Regions from separate parts of the Capra hircus genome. Here region 1 is linked to region 2. A link is a contact called in public Hi-C data. All regions are on one chromosome and are shown on one strand. Each heading gives the region's core, a stretch centred on a gene start, on an enhancer-like site or on the middle of the called end of the contact. The rest is flanking DNA. Distances are from core to core; before and after follow the strand shown. Region 1 overlaps KIAA1211L. Region 2 holds the start of LOC102182511 (cytochrome c oxidase assembly factor 5).

Region 1 (2,700 bases), core at 176-2,675, 230 kb before region 2:
GGCAAGGCTTTATGTGGGCCCCTGCTAAAACAGGGGGAAATGAAAAGAAGCAATAATTTCTCTTGCTTGCTGGCTCCTTGAGAAGGATGAACTTGTTCCTTATATGAGGTGAGGGTAGAGGTGTGTCCAGGGATCGGGCTACAGGGGTGGCTTAGCTGGTGCCGGGTGCAAGGGACATGCGCGGCCCCCTGCTTTTGCGTCCCTCTCTTCAAAAGTAGCAGTCGGGTTTTCTGGTCTCTCCGTATCTTTTGTCCAGAATTGGCCCCAGCTGCGCATGCATGCAGTTATTTTCAGTCCGTACGTTTCCTTGTATTTTGTTCCTCTCGAGGAGGTGTGCCCAGGTGCAAGCGTCGCAGCTCTACAGCGCAGGGCCCCAGGGCCCAGGCGTCTCACGTCACTAACCAGCACAGTTAGGTCTGTGGGGAGCAAGGGCACACCCAGGAGTCCCCAGGGTCTCCCAGGGGACAGGATGCCCAGGGCAGGGTCGGGGGCAGCTGGTGCTGAAGATGGCAGTGTCTGCGGGCCAGGCTTTCCTTCCTTCGTCTCGTCTGAGTCACCTCCTTCCACCTATTGTTCAGGTTGCCACTGCCACTAGGAACATCTGACACGAACTACCACAGCCTCTTAGGATGTTTTGTGAACATCCTGTGGGTTCCGTCTCCAACTGGAGCCTGGAGCCTGGGGCCGGGGAACGGGCTGCGCCGATGACGCCCGAAGGGCCTACCACCTACACGCTGGCCGAGTTGCACTAGTATCATTATCAGCAGTGAGGGGGGCGTGGCTTTGCACTTGGCAGTTTTCGTTTCGTAAATTATTTATTTACTTATTTATTTTTGGCTGTGCTCGGCCTTCCTTGCTGCCCAGGCTTTTACTCTGGTCGTGTGGAGTGAGCAGGGCAGGGGGGGTGCCTCCTCTCGAGTCGCAGCACTCACTTCTCACTGCGGTGGCTTCTCTTGCCGCAGAGCACGGGATCCAGGCTCTTGGGCTCAGGAGCTGCTGCTCAGGAGCGTGGCTCAGGGGCTTAGTTGCTGCGAGACATGCAGGATCTTCCTGATCTGTCCTTTTGCTCTTGGTCACCCAGTCATCTCTGACTCTTTGAAACCCCATGAGCTCTAACCTGCCAGGCTCCTCTGTCCTTGGGATTTTCCAGGCGAGAAATTGGGATGCCATTCCCTTCTCCAGGCTATCTTCCCAACCCAGGGACTGAACCTGCATCTCCTGCATTGGCAGGCGGATTCTTTACCACCTGGGAGCCACCTGGGAAGCCCGCCATCCTCATTTCAAATTCATGGTTGTGTATGTCCTGGACCACATGGTGAGGATGCCTCTGTCCAGCAGGCCCTCATTCTCCTGTGCAAACACGGCCTCCGGCCCCCCAAGGGAGTGCATGCTCGCCCACAGGGGACGACCTGACCCTCCCCGGGCGTGCAGCACAGCCCACTTCACAGCCTGCCAGCCAGCCCAGGCCCCCTGCCAGCCCTTCCTCTCTGCAGGCCTACTGTTCTGGGCCTCTCACCTCATCAGACCTCGGTTTTCCCCTTAATGAAAAGAATTCACACCTCCTTCAGATATGTCAGGAAAATTCCTAGCCCTGCAGAGCTTCAGATAGTTGACTGTGGTATTTGATGGAATGAGCTGAGTCAGGGCAGTTACAAACAAAATACGGCTGGACGGTTGCTGGAGGGTGTGCCCTTACCCTCATACCCGTAGGTTGATCCCGAGCCCAAACCCATAGTTGCAGTGCCTCTTTCTTCCTAGGGACTCGAGGGGCGCGCTGGGGAGCCGGGCCCTCTCCCACGACAGTATTTTCATCCCCGAATCGGGGCAGGACCCTCCTCGGCCGGTGCGGGTGTTTTCCCAAGAAAACGTGTGTGACCGGATTAAAGCGCTGCAGGTAAACTTTCCTGGGCAGCGGATATGCATTGGGAAGTCTTAAAATGATACCTGCTTTTCCTTGATATATTTTAAAGCCTAATCGAATGCACGTCACAGCTCTCCCAAGACTCGCCCAGTTAGTTACAGACGGGCCATGTCTCCTCATTCATAACCACTCACTTTCAAGATGACAGCAGGGGAACTGGTGGCAGACACTGAGTTTATTTAGCTCCCCGGCCTGGGCAAGGATGTTAAAAATACCTCCGGAATGAATGAATTACAGCAGGGGAATTTGGGGAGAAAAGTCACTGATGAAAACTACAGCAAATGTTCTTTATTCCAACCTAGTTAAAAATACAGTGTAATGTGAAAATGGGGCCGCCACCTCCTCCCGGGAGCCTTCCAACCAAGCGGGGAGATGATGCCGGCATGAGCTCTGAGGATGACGGTCTGCCCAGGAGCCCCCCCGAGATGTCCCTGCTCCATGACATTGGTTCCAGCACTACCATAAAGGCAAGTACCACCTGCGCCACCCAGCTCCCTCCACCTCCTCCCCCTGCCTCCACACAGGGCCGTCGGGCTCTGGTGGCCCCTGTGTGTGTTCCCCGAAGATTCCTGTGAAGACTCCCGCTCAGTGTGCCTGGAGGGGTTCCAGCCAGCTCACTGGAGCCCACTGTCCGTCCTTGGGCTGTATTTATTTTCATTCTTTGAGCAGAAATTCAAGTCTCATTCAGGGATACGGTTTGGGGAGCATTTTCCACGGTGGTTGTGGATCTCATGCAGTCAACCTCATTCTTCCTGTCTGAGCAGATGACCAGAGCAGGT
Region 2 (2,700 bases), core at 140-2,639:
CATCCCTGGAACTCAACACTCCGTTCCCCTGCACGGGGGAAGTCACCGAAGTACTTGGTAACATCCTCCTAGATAGAAGGGGGGAAATTTTTATATTATTAATACAAATCATCAGAAGAAACTGCCAGCCCCTAGCACCCCTCTTGTGAGTTATTTAGGAGAGAAGTCACCTTACGTTTTGGCCCCAATCCCTGAGAAGAGGCAGGACTCAAAAGAGAGTAAATTTGGTTTTGAGGCTGATTTGGGAGCTGGAGAACTGCCCACTGCACTTCAGGAAAGGGCTGCCCCGTGGCCTTCTGAACCTTCACAATAACGCTTTTACAAGGTCCACCCATTCTCTGTACTTCATTTCCGTCAATCCTCAGATCTGCTCCACCTCTCCCCACCTCCTCCCACCCCTTCTCCAGAAGCAGAGATAGTGATGGAGCCAAAATTTGAACTCAGGCAGTCTGAAGTCCACCTGTCATCTGTGCTAACAATCAAGACTTTAAGCAAAAGCCTTTGCTGAAGCCAAACAGAAACGATGTTCCCGACGACGTAAAGTAAATGGCTTATCACACAAGTCCATCAGCGCCTCACCAACAAGCAACTCGTTCACTAGCATGGGATGTAAAAACAAGGCAAAACTCAAACGCATAGTGTTTTACTTCCTGAATAGTTCATCAGGGGAACGACAGCGTGGGGGTCCAGTCCAACCAGTCTGAAGCCAGGGAGGCGCTGGTCATCTTCCGGCCTCCATGTCCCGCCCCGGCAGCCCAGTGTCGGGCTCCACTCCCCAGGCCTCCAGGACGCCAGCTGCTCCCCGCCGGCTCGGGGCCTCCGGTAAGGCGGCCAGATTGAGCATAAAAACACAGGACGTCCAATTACAACTGCATCGCAGATACAACAATAATTTGTAATATAAGCAGGTCCGAAACACTGCGTGAGACCCGCAGCTATGCAGACATCATTCGCTGTTATCTGAAATTCGGCTGTAACCAGCCTCCGCGATGGTGTCTGGCAGCCCCACCGCAGGCCGAGCAGCCGGACCCGGGCGCGGTCACTGCAGGGCCGGGTGATGTGGGGCCTTAAGTTGCCAGATGAAAAGGCCGACCGGCGAGCCCGAGTCGCGCGTAGATGGGGCTGTCGGCAGGCCTCACCTGGAGCCCCGCGGCGGCGTCCACCGGCTTCACATACACCCGCCACCACCGCCCAGCAGCCGACCCAGCCGCCGCTGGGCCAACTTCCCTCCTCGCTACGTCAACCACATAGGGGGCGCGTCGCGTCCCGTGACCCACAAACGCCGCGCGCGATACCTCTCGCGTTACGTCTCTCGCCGCGCGCCCACCGGAAGTGGTTGCTACCGGTCTTTTTCCGGTTCCGCCCGCCGCGGCGTCACTGGCGTCCTGAGGAGTCTGGGCCGTCTCGAGAGGAGAGGGTGGAGGCCGCGGCCAGCTGGAGGCGCAGTCATGCCCCGGTATTACGAGGACAAGCCTGAGGGCGGCGCGTGCGCGGGCGTGAAGGAGGATCTGGGCTTGTGTCTGCTGCAGTCTGACTGCGTGCTCAAGGTAGCCCGGCCGGGTGCTCGGATGACCGAGGCCCGAAGCGGGGAGGCGAGGCTGGCGGAGGGTCCCTGGCGGGCCCCAGTGATGGCTGAGTCGTGCCTCCGAGTTCGCGGTCCTAGTTCTCCACCGACTTAATGAACTTGGGCGAGTCCACTGTCGGAACCTGACTTCCCAATGGTGAAATTGGAGAAAACCGTGCTGCCCCGTTGGGTTTTTGTAAAGTTTAAACCATCTCGGGTGCAGAAACACGAAGTGCTGCTGCTCTCCTGGGTTCTGGAGGCATATAGGAGAGAATCACAGGTTTCTGGAGCCCTCGAAAATGAGAACCAGTAAATTAGCACATAATTACATGAACCTGCCATACTGTGTTGCCTCGTGAAACCTCCTTTCTCACTTCAGTTGTGGCTGAATAGATGCTGTATTTACTTTGTGCTGGTCTGAACTTGCTGAGTTCTGTGTATTCCAGGATAAGCTGTAAAAGAGGCAGCTTTTTTATTTTCACCACTTTGTATCTCGCGCCCCCTACCGTTGAACTTGTGGTTTTAGGTGCTGTGATGGGAGACATGAATTTGCTATCTTTCCCTCAGTACAGCCACAGGTCTTCTCTGGAGCCAATCTGATATCATGCGTGCCTTAAGTCGTTTCCTACTTTTTGCGACCCCGTAGACCCGACCCCTCTAGGCTCCTCTGTCCATGGGATGGTCCAGGCAAGAATACTGGAGTGGGTTGTCGTGCCCGCCTCCAGGGGATCTTCCCGACCTGGGATCGAACCCGTGTCTTTTGTATTTCCTGCGTTGGCAACTGGTTGGCTAGTGGTTCTTTACCGCTAGCGCCATCTGGGAAGCCCAGTGAAGTTCAAAGTCGACTGACAAACCTGGATTCTGGCGTTCAGTTCAGTTCAGTCGCTAAGTCGTGTCCAACTCTTTGCGACCCCATAGACTGAAGCACTCCAGCCTTCCTTGTCCATCACCAACTCCCGGAGTTTACTCAAACTCATGTCCCTTGAGTCGGTGATGCCATCCAGCCATCTCAACCACTGTCGTCCCCTTGTCCTCCTGCCTTCAATCATTCCCAGCATCAGGTCTTTGCCAGTGAGCCGGTTCTTCTCATCAGGTGGCCAAAGTATTGGATTATCAGCTTCAGCATCAGTCCTTCC

Evidence for each region. A called contact is a pair of places that touch in the nucleus more often than the background predicts.
Region 1: a contact with region 2 is called in a Hi-C map of blood, with 2.4 times the contacts expected there. The contact joins the enhancer-like site here to the promoter of LOC102182511 in region 2. A contact is called at or near these places in 4 of 5 Hi-C or Micro-C datasets (blood and liver).

The regions. Positions count from the first base shown.
Region 1 is chr11:3,995,281-3,997,980 of ARS1.2, reverse strand. It overlaps KIAA1211L, which reads left to right. Exons shown (of 10, transcript XM_018054906.1): 4 at 1,759-1,894; 5 at 2,224-2,388. Among named protein-coding and RNA genes, the nearest start is that of KIAA1211L, 97 kb to the left of the region's middle. Within about 2 kb of position 1,425, at least 1 of the 5 cell types and tissues checked has an H3K27ac peak or open chromatin away from gene starts, as enhancers often do.
Region 2 is chr11:3,762,440-3,765,139 of ARS1.2, reverse strand. LOC102182511 (cytochrome c oxidase assembly factor 5) reads left to right here and starts at 1,389. Exons shown (of 3, transcript XM_005686277.3): 1 at 1,389-1,547. The coding sequence starts at 1,449. UNC50 (protein unc-50 homolog) reads right to left here and starts at 1,384. Exons shown (of 6, transcript XM_018054898.1): 1 at 1,296-1,384; 2 at 1-68. The coding sequence starts at 64.